Regions from separate parts of the Mus musculus genome. Here region 1 is linked to region 2. A link is a contact called in public HiChIP or PLAC-seq data. All regions are on one chromosome and are shown on one strand. Each heading gives the region's core, a stretch centred on a gene start, on an enhancer-like site or on the middle of the called end of the contact. The rest is flanking DNA. Distances are from core to core; before and after follow the strand shown. Region 1 has its middle 41 kb from the start of Pamr1. Region 2 overlaps Ldlrad3 (low density lipoprotein receptor class A domain containing 3).

The links. HiChIP or PLAC-seq counts read pairs in DNA pulled down with a chosen protein or histone mark.
Region 1: a contact with region 2 is called in a FOXA1 HiChIP or PLAC-seq map of pancreatic cancer cells. The contact joins two enhancer-like sites. A contact is called at or near these places in 1 of 39 promoter capture datasets (cranial neural crest) and 1 of 115 datasets of contacts at active chromatin or transcription factors (pancreatic cancer cells).

Annotation. Positions count from the first base shown.
Region 1 is chr2:102,507,170-102,511,307 of GRCm38.p6, forward strand. No RefSeq gene overlaps it. Among named protein-coding and RNA genes, the nearest start is that of Pamr1, 41 kb to the right of the region's middle. Within about 2 kb of position 1,287, at least 27 of the 459 cell types and tissues checked have an H3K27ac peak or open chromatin away from gene starts, as enhancers often do. A contact at or near this core is called in pancreatic cancer cells, where this site is marked.
Region 2 is chr2:102,031,957-102,036,292 of GRCm38.p6, forward strand. All of the region lies in intron 4 of Ldlrad3 (low density lipoprotein receptor class A domain containing 3), which reads right to left. Among named protein-coding and RNA genes, the nearest start is that of Gm39888, 42 kb to the left of the region's middle. Within about 2 kb of position 2,420, at least 72 of the 459 cell types and tissues checked have an H3K27ac peak or open chromatin away from gene starts, as enhancers often do. A contact at or near this core is called in pancreatic cancer cells, where this site is marked.

The DNA of each region.
Region 1 (4,138 bases), core at 37-2,536, 470 kb after region 2:
CCCCCACCCCAAACTCCTCACATGGAGAGTTTCAGGCATTCACTGTGCTCTAAAGAGACTTCCTGGGACCTACAGCAGTCACTTGAAGCTGTAAGGAGCTTCTCAGAGAAGTCTGATGTTTAAGAATACTGGATCCAGACTAGGAAGAGCATAGCTTTCCTATGCTTCTGGAAAGATCTTTGAATCTTTCTTTCCCCTAGACAGGGTTTCTCTGTGCAGCGCTGGCTGTCCTGAAACTTGCTGGGAGTAAAGGCATGTGCCACCAGGACCTATCAAGGTCTTTGAATCTTAAAGGACACTGATTGATTAGTGATATCTACCAAACACAATAGGATGAGGGGTGGAATTAGGATGTCGGTAGGTGTTTACCAAAGCCGCATGTAGCTGTCCTCCTATAACTCTTTAAAGTATCAATAGTGTTTTTCTTCATGCTTTCTTTCTCTTCTGAGCCCTCCCTCTTGGTAATTTTTAGCAAACCATTCCTCTTGAGTCACATATCTTCTTTGAGTTCAAGAACAGATGCTGAAGAACCAAGAGTCTCTGTCAGCATCTGCCCAGTGGGCTTTGCCTCTTGGCTTATCTTGTTTTTCCATTCTTTTTCTTCAGAGTTCTGGAAAAAAGCTTGAGGGTGATTCATTTGCCCTGTGCTCCAACTTGAAAACAAAAGAATCTCTAGCATGAGCAATAAAAGAAGATTGTTGGCACGTGATGTTATTACATTCCTTTTCGTTCTCATTCACAGCCGTCCTTTTGAAGCACTTTCTAGCGCTGAATCCCCATGCTGCTTGGCATTTGGGGGAACAAGAATAGGACAGACAGAATGCCTGGTCTTTGAGAAGTCAACCAGGAGCACTAGATTTCATCAGGCAACTAGGAGTGTTAAGTGCTATGATGGGGTGCGAAGAGAGTGTAAAGAGGGAAGAGGCACAATTGTCTGCAGGGGATGATGGAGAGTTTTCTGAAGTGTTAATCCTGTCTTTGCCCCTGTGGGTTTGTTAACTTAATAAACTTATAATTACAGAGAATGTTCTATGTGCCAAGTTCTGATCCAGACATGTGTGCTGCAGGGGTGAACTAAACAAAGATCCCTGCTCTCAGGGAGTGTGCATGGTAATAGAGGGACCAGATGGGAAATACTGAGGCAGCAGGCAAGGATCACCACGTCAGATTTATTAGCTGGTAAACTGGGGTGGGGGAATGTGGTTTGGCTGGTGCTGTGATGGCTTCTCCCTTCTCTTTCTACCATCTGCAGGCAAGGTGGACACTCCTTGTTCCATCCTGCTCAGGCCAGTTAGAAAGCAGGTCCTGGGCCCTGACTCATGTGTGCTTTCCCCCTAACTTCAGTGTATGTAAACCACTCCCAATGAAGGGAAGAGTGTAGGAACTGTACTGGGTCAAGATGCAAAGAGTGGTTCTGTCTCAGAGCCAGGAGCAGGCGTGTGAGGCTCTACTTCATTTAGATCAGGAAAGAGTTCAGAGAGTTAGGTGAGGAACTGTCCTCTGGACAAAGAGAGCGAGACTGGGTTTCAGACCAAGGAGAAGTAGGCATCAAAGCATAGATTATGCATAGAAAGCCCTGGTAGTGTTAACATTTTACCTCCTTAAAGGACAAGATTACAGTTTAGTTTACAGATCTTAATTGATTTATTTATCTATTTTTAATTCTGGAGCTGGGCATCCATTTCATTCCATGGAGTAGAGTATGTGTTCTTGTAGGCTTAGATTTTTCAATCCTATTTTTAATATGGGTTCTTAAATGCTTTAACCTCCCTTCTAGCCCATCACCCACCAGAGGTAATGGAAAAGAAAGGTTATTAGGATATGGGGGAAATGGACCTGTTTAGAAATTGTTCTTTGGAGCAAATCCTATCTGCATTGTCAGGAAATCAGCAGTTCAGTTCACAGGAATCAGCAGCAGCAGCTTGATCCACTCTCAAGTACTTCATGAATGAACAGTTTAGTTCAGTAGTGTCAGAATAGCAAACATGCATCAGCACCTAGCAGAAACAGCCAAGCCTCAGCCTAATCACCATGAGTCGGCGATCAGGAGAAGTTCTCTTCTGTGCCTTTCTGTGTAGATCAGCCAAGATGCAGAACCAAGAAGAGTGGCAAAGCTAGCTATACAAGCCTCTGTCACTGTCCATTGAATCCTAATTATATTCCCTCCAAACATCATGTGTCCTCCCAGGTCTTACCTCACCATGTGTCTAGGCTCAGCAAGCGAGTCTGTCTTCGCAAAACTTCACATGCGTCTGTATCAGTTGACATCACTCTGCCAAGCAGCCTGAGCGTAAGAAAGCGGCAAGAAGCTGCCTTACTAGTTCTTTGGGGAGTTTCTCTCTGTGGAGTCACAGCAAACAGACCTCAGCTAGGCAATGTAAGGTGAACCAATACATGTGTGTTGTTAGCGAAGACTCCTTTATCGCATGTTCTTTCTTGTGTTTGCTTTAGCAAACATCCTTTCATCTGTCTGTGTCCACTTCAGGAAAACACTCCTTCACATGTATGCCCCAGCAAAACACCCTCTGATACAAGTGACTTGCCAAAGAACCCGTAAGTTTCCATTTCATGTTCCAGTGAGCTGACCAGAGGAAGCAGGTTTTATAGGGACTCTTGAAAGAGCAAAATACAGAGGATGACTGGTCATTTTGGAGTCATTTTTCTTGTGAGCTGGAGACAAGGAGATGAGAGCAGAAAGGCAGCTGGCAGGTGAATATCACATTGCCCTTTTAGCGTCAAGATTAGGGCAGAAGAAATGTCATTATCGTGCCATTTGAACTGGCTTGATTTAAGAATTCTGTTTCTCTCCCAGTCTCTTGAAGGTCAGACAGATGACTTTCAGTTTTGTGATATGGAAGTTTGGCATGAATGGTAAGGTACCATTTGACATTCCTTTTTTTTCCTTAATAAAGATTTTACTTATTTATTTATTTTAATTATGTATTTCTGTGTGGGTTTATGCAAGTAAGTGCAGTGCCTTCAGAGATCAAAGGAGGGCATGAGAGACCCTAGAGCTGGAGTTGGAAGTGCGTGTGAGCCTCCTAACCTGCATATTAGGAAAGGAACTCTGATCTGCAAGACCTTTAACCTTTGACCACCTATCCAGCTTTTTGATTTTTAATGTAGTGTTTTGGGTCCCAGTACAAGATCATAGTTCAAAGTAATGACGTGTGATGCTTAGAAAACTATCTTGGACATTTCTTGTTTTCTGCCTCATGGCCTCTCAACTGCCATTTTTTTAGCATCCCATCTCCCATAAGAATCCATACCTATACCCACTACAACTCTCCCACATTCTGCCATAGGACTATCCAACATGGATAGTCTTCAGGAACCCATAGACAGTTTTGTGTGCATGCACTGGAAGTGTGGTTGCCCATGGGGAAAACAGAGCCCATCAAGAGCCCAAGTTCAGTCCCTTGGGAGTTCAGCTTGGATTCCAGGAGGTTCCTGCTCAACTGCTCAACTGAAATGGTGGCCATCTCCCAGGTATCTTCCAATAGCACCTTCCTCCATCATATTCTCATCTTGCAGCTCTTAGTTCTTTCCTCAGCTCATCCCAAGCTCCCTGTGTGAAATCTCTTGACCAGCCTTAACATTCAGGGACGACTCAATCTAAGTCAGAAATTGCAGGATGGAGGAGCAGCAGCAATACCAAGATGCCTACGGAGAGCCAATAACAGAAAAGGATTCAAAGCCACGCTTCAGCAGATGCTGGCCCTTACTTCCTCCTGCGGTCAAACCTTTCACTCCTGAAGCTTATTAGTTACTGAAATGTTCATCCACTGTGTCATCTAGGAAATGAGTTGAGATAACCCAGGAGTGTTAAAATATGTCATTTTATTAAATTAGAATATGAGCCATTTAGATGTGGTCATTGGCTTTTTAAAAAAATTGTTTCATTGCCATTAATGGTTAAATTTGCAAACTTTCAAAGTACTAGTTTTGGAAGGTTTCCTTCAGTTACTTACTTGACTTGGGATTTGTTTCATGTGGTTCTCATAGCATGTGCATGTTTTCTTTTCTTTTTGAAAGATAATGTACGTCTGCTTCATTCCAAACTTTTTTTTGAAACCAGATTGCTTAGGCAAAATACTTTTAAAAACTTTTCCTACTATTTAAAAATGAAAGAATTTTT
Region 2 (4,336 bases), core at 1,170-3,669:
CTCCTAATCAGCAGCAGTGAGAGGCACAGGGGGTGAGTCACAAGAAGCACCACTCAGGGTGCTGTCTTAATTGGGGTTTTACTGCTGTGAACAGACACCATGACCAAGGCAACTCTTATAAGAACAACATTTAATCGGGCCTGGCTCACAGGTTGAGAGGTTCAGTCCATTATCATCAAGATGAGACCTTCCAGGCAGGCGTGGCGCAGGAGGAACTGAGAGTTCTATATCTTCATCTGGAGACTGCTAGCAGAACACTGACTTTCAGGCAGCTAGGGTGAGGGTCTTAAGCCCACGCCCACAGTGACACACCTACTTCAACAAGGCCATACCTATTCCAACAGGACCACACTTTCTAATAGGGCCACTCCCTGGGCCAAGCATATGCAAACGATCACAGGTGCCTAGCATGGTCTAAGCACTCAGACTTTCGGTAGAGGGCAATGAGCAGTAACAGAGTGGTAGAGGGGGCTGGAGAGAAACCTCAGCTCCAACTCAGGCTTACAGAAAGGCCTTGCAGGCTTGTGGTGAGACCAAAACAGCTCACCAGAGCCCTGTAATGCCTTCTGGTCTCACCTGGCTCAGGCGCATCTGCTTCTTCCTTCCAAATGTCTTCTGGGCCACTCCTGACCTCCCAGTACCCTAGAGATGTAGGTCAGGATCGTACGCTGTATCTAGGACCAGCCCCCACCTGACCCAGGTGGGCACTACAGGCAGGCATCCCCACACTTCCTCTCTTCCAATGGGGGTTCCCTCACCTTGCTGTTCCCTCTACCTAGCAGCCGCTTCCCTCTTCACAGACTCCTGCCCACCTCCAGATTGAAACTGCAAACCTCTGCTTAGAGGACTCCACTCTTATCCTATTGTGCCCTACACTTTTCCTTACACGACTCACATGCTTGTGATTGCCATTTGCCGCCTGTCTCCATGCTCTGCAGTGAGCTAAATGAACATAGTACGTGGGCTTGCAGGAAGCCGAGCCATGGTTATCCTATCAACCAATGTGGGTGGAGGCTGGGAAAGGAAACATCTTTTGGCAGAAAGTGGTCCTAAAACAGTTCACCAAGCAAAGACCCAAAGGAGGCGAGAAGACTGTGGGGTGGGGCAAGGGTGGTACAAAAGTCCCTGCCACCACAAAGTACCTCCTTTCACAGCCTCCAACTGCCTCACTGTGACGGAAATATGGCAGAACTCTGTGCCTCAGCTGCTGTCCTGGCAAAGTGCCCAACCTCAGCTTACACCCACCTGCAGGGGGTGGCAGAGCTTATAGAACTTGGGATGGGAACTGAGAAAAGGGAATTATCTACAGGCTCTAAGCCCAGAAAGCCCCGTGGACCTGTGGCAAGCCTGGCTGGATGTAGGCTCATGTCCGCAGGATGGCTGGAGACCCTTCCTGGCTGGGTTGGCTCATGTCTGCAGCACGGTTGGGGACCCTTCCTGGCTCCTTGTTATTTTCATTCTGGCCTGAGACACAGGATGCTGGATGTGAAGATGAAGGCTGTATTGACAGGAAATTCCAGACCTCATACCTCTGGCCTTCTTAGAAGCAGCGAGACACCAGCTCCTGTTCATAGTAGCCTTAGCCACCACCCCTGCAAGTCAGACTCCCTGGCTTTGACATAGTCAAGAGGGACAGGCGAATAGAAGGCCTCCAGAATTGTACAGTGCACCTTTGAACTTAACCTCTCCCCCATGGTGACCAGGGCATCTGAAGACAGGGCTCCCTCCCCCATCCTTCCCTCTCTCTCCCTCCAAAGCAGACTGCTAGGTCTTATCACCTCTCCTGTGCGAAATCTCAAATCTGCCTGTTTTGCTCCACAGGACTTGGCATTTGCCCTCCGTGTCCTTCATTTGGTTATAAAAGTGGAGGCCCAGCATGGTCTCTCAGGGCCAACCTTGGCCTCTGCCTACTACTGCCCATCACACCTGAAGCTGCTCTTTGTGTAAGTCTGACCACACGTGTCTGCTATGTGTTGCTGCTGCTGCTCTTAGGATGTAATGATTTCTGTGACATCACAACCCCCCAGGCCCTAGCCGAGCATCTGTGCACGGTGACTTAGGAATCTGCATTTGTCAAGCACCTGGCACAGAGCAAGGCCGAGCAAGGCAGTGCTAACTGTGTAAGATGGACCAGTGTTCTCGGGGGAGGCAGAGGAGGCTGCACTTACAGGGCTGAGCCCTATGGGGTGGGTGTTGATACAAGTGCTGATTAACTGTTTGCCTAGATACTGTATCACAAACAAACAGGAAATTAATTCTCCATCTTTCAATTCCCTTTCTGAGTTTAATTGCAAGCCATATAATTGGTCTCAATTTCCTTTAAATAAAAAGCCTTCTGCTATCAATATGTAACAGCAAGGAACTCCAGCTCTCTGCTACCTCGGATACTTCTCCTTCCTCCAACACATGGGGAAACAGCTGGACACATTCTGATATATTTTTGAAGGGCACTAAAACACCCCACCCAGACCTTCGAGGTAGCAAAAGCAAGGCAAGTGTGTGCTTTAGACACCTGCAGGCAGATGTAAAATGTAAGCGTGACAGGCAAGTGCGTCCAAGCATGGGCTTTGGAATGAGCGTGAATGTGTGACAAGCTGTGTGATCTTGGGCAGGGTGTGACCCTTCTGAACCTAAGCACCCCAATGTGTAAAGAGAAGGCAAGTTATATGGACGGCTATGAGTCAGACAAGGCGCAAGTGGGCGACCTAATTAAGAAGCCAGCGTGGTGACTCAGATGTGGTTAGAAGTCGAGGCACCGTCACCAATTTATTATCTCAATGCTGCTGTTGCTACTGCTACTTCTGATGTGAGGCCATAGAGCACGTCCGAAGCCTAAGCATCTCCAGGCAAACGGGGACGTGGCCTGAGTTTATGGCATAATAAGGCATCTAAGGCATCTGGCCTTATGCTTTTTCTTTTCTTTCTTTTTTTTTTTTTTTTTTTTTTTGGTTTTTTGAAACAGGGTTTCTCTGTATAGCCCTGGCTGGCTGTCCTGAAACTCACTTTGTAGACCAAGCTGGTCTTGAACTCAGAAATCGGCCTGTCTCTGCCTCCCAAGTGCTGGGATTAAAGGCACGAGCCACCACCGCCTGGCCCTGGCCTTATTCTTGAATTCAAGATTGTTGTTAAGCTTTTTATTCTCATAATAACTGAGGCTAGTTCACTTTTCTCTTACATATGGGGAAACGAAGGCACAGAGAGAGATATGAAAGGAACTCTCCCAGGATTAGACAGCATGTACTGTATAAATCCAAACATATCAGTGCAAAATCTCCTCCTCCCAAGTGCTACTTTATTTTCTGTGATTTTCAGAATAAATTATTCACAGCTGACCGTCTTTCAAACCTCCGCTCAGCCATCCCAGATCCATAGGCAAGCTTGCAGTCTTGTTAATGTTTAATGAATACAAATAAATCATAAAATAAAGATATTCCTTAAGACCTATATATTTAGCTCCTAATGGCTGTTTGTGTCTTCTTTGTTCAGATCAGGATGAGAAACATTCAGGAATCTAGCCTTTACTCATTTTTGGGTTTTTCTGAGATAGGGTATCATGTAACCATGCCAACCTTGAACTCCCTATGTGGCCAAGAAAGACCTTGAACTTCTGACGCTCTTGCCTCCATCTCCTGGGTGCTGGCTTCACAGACGTGGGCCTGGTTTATGGCAGCTGCTGAACAAACTCAGGGCCATAAGCTATGCAAGCAGTCAGTCTATCAACTGAGCTACGTGTCCAGGCCCTGGCCTTTATTTTTAAATGCAAATCTTTCTTTCAAAACACAAAAGAACTCTGCTTGGTATTAAGGAATACAATCAGATATAAAAATTTTCAGCAGTCACCAACAGAGATAATCACTACCGACAGTCCAGTGTTTTTTTCCCTCTGGCTGGCCCCTTAAATTTCTGTTTGCAGAGGGAAGCTCCCAGGACACATTGTGTAAGCACTGGACCTAGCTGTGGAATGGTTACAAGTGTCCAAATTATCTCAACTATCCTATGTCCTTTATATGTGAGTCCTTTGTGGACTGTGACTACACAGAGTTCTTTCTTCTTTCCAGTAGAAATTTAAGAGGAAACGAAAGACAGAGACATGCCATAGATTACCTAGAACACTGGCCTTACAGAGACTAAAGCCCAAATGGCAACCTAGTGCCCACCCCAGCATCTTATCACTGCACCTGTGGATGAAAGCAAAGTTGGAAGTCTGGCTAGATAACCCGCGTGTCATACCTTGCTGTCTAAATTTGACACAGCCTGCAGCCAGCTTTTCTGGAGATCAGCATTCACCCCCTAACCCCTACATTCTTGTATTGGGACATTCTGGAAGAGTCTATGA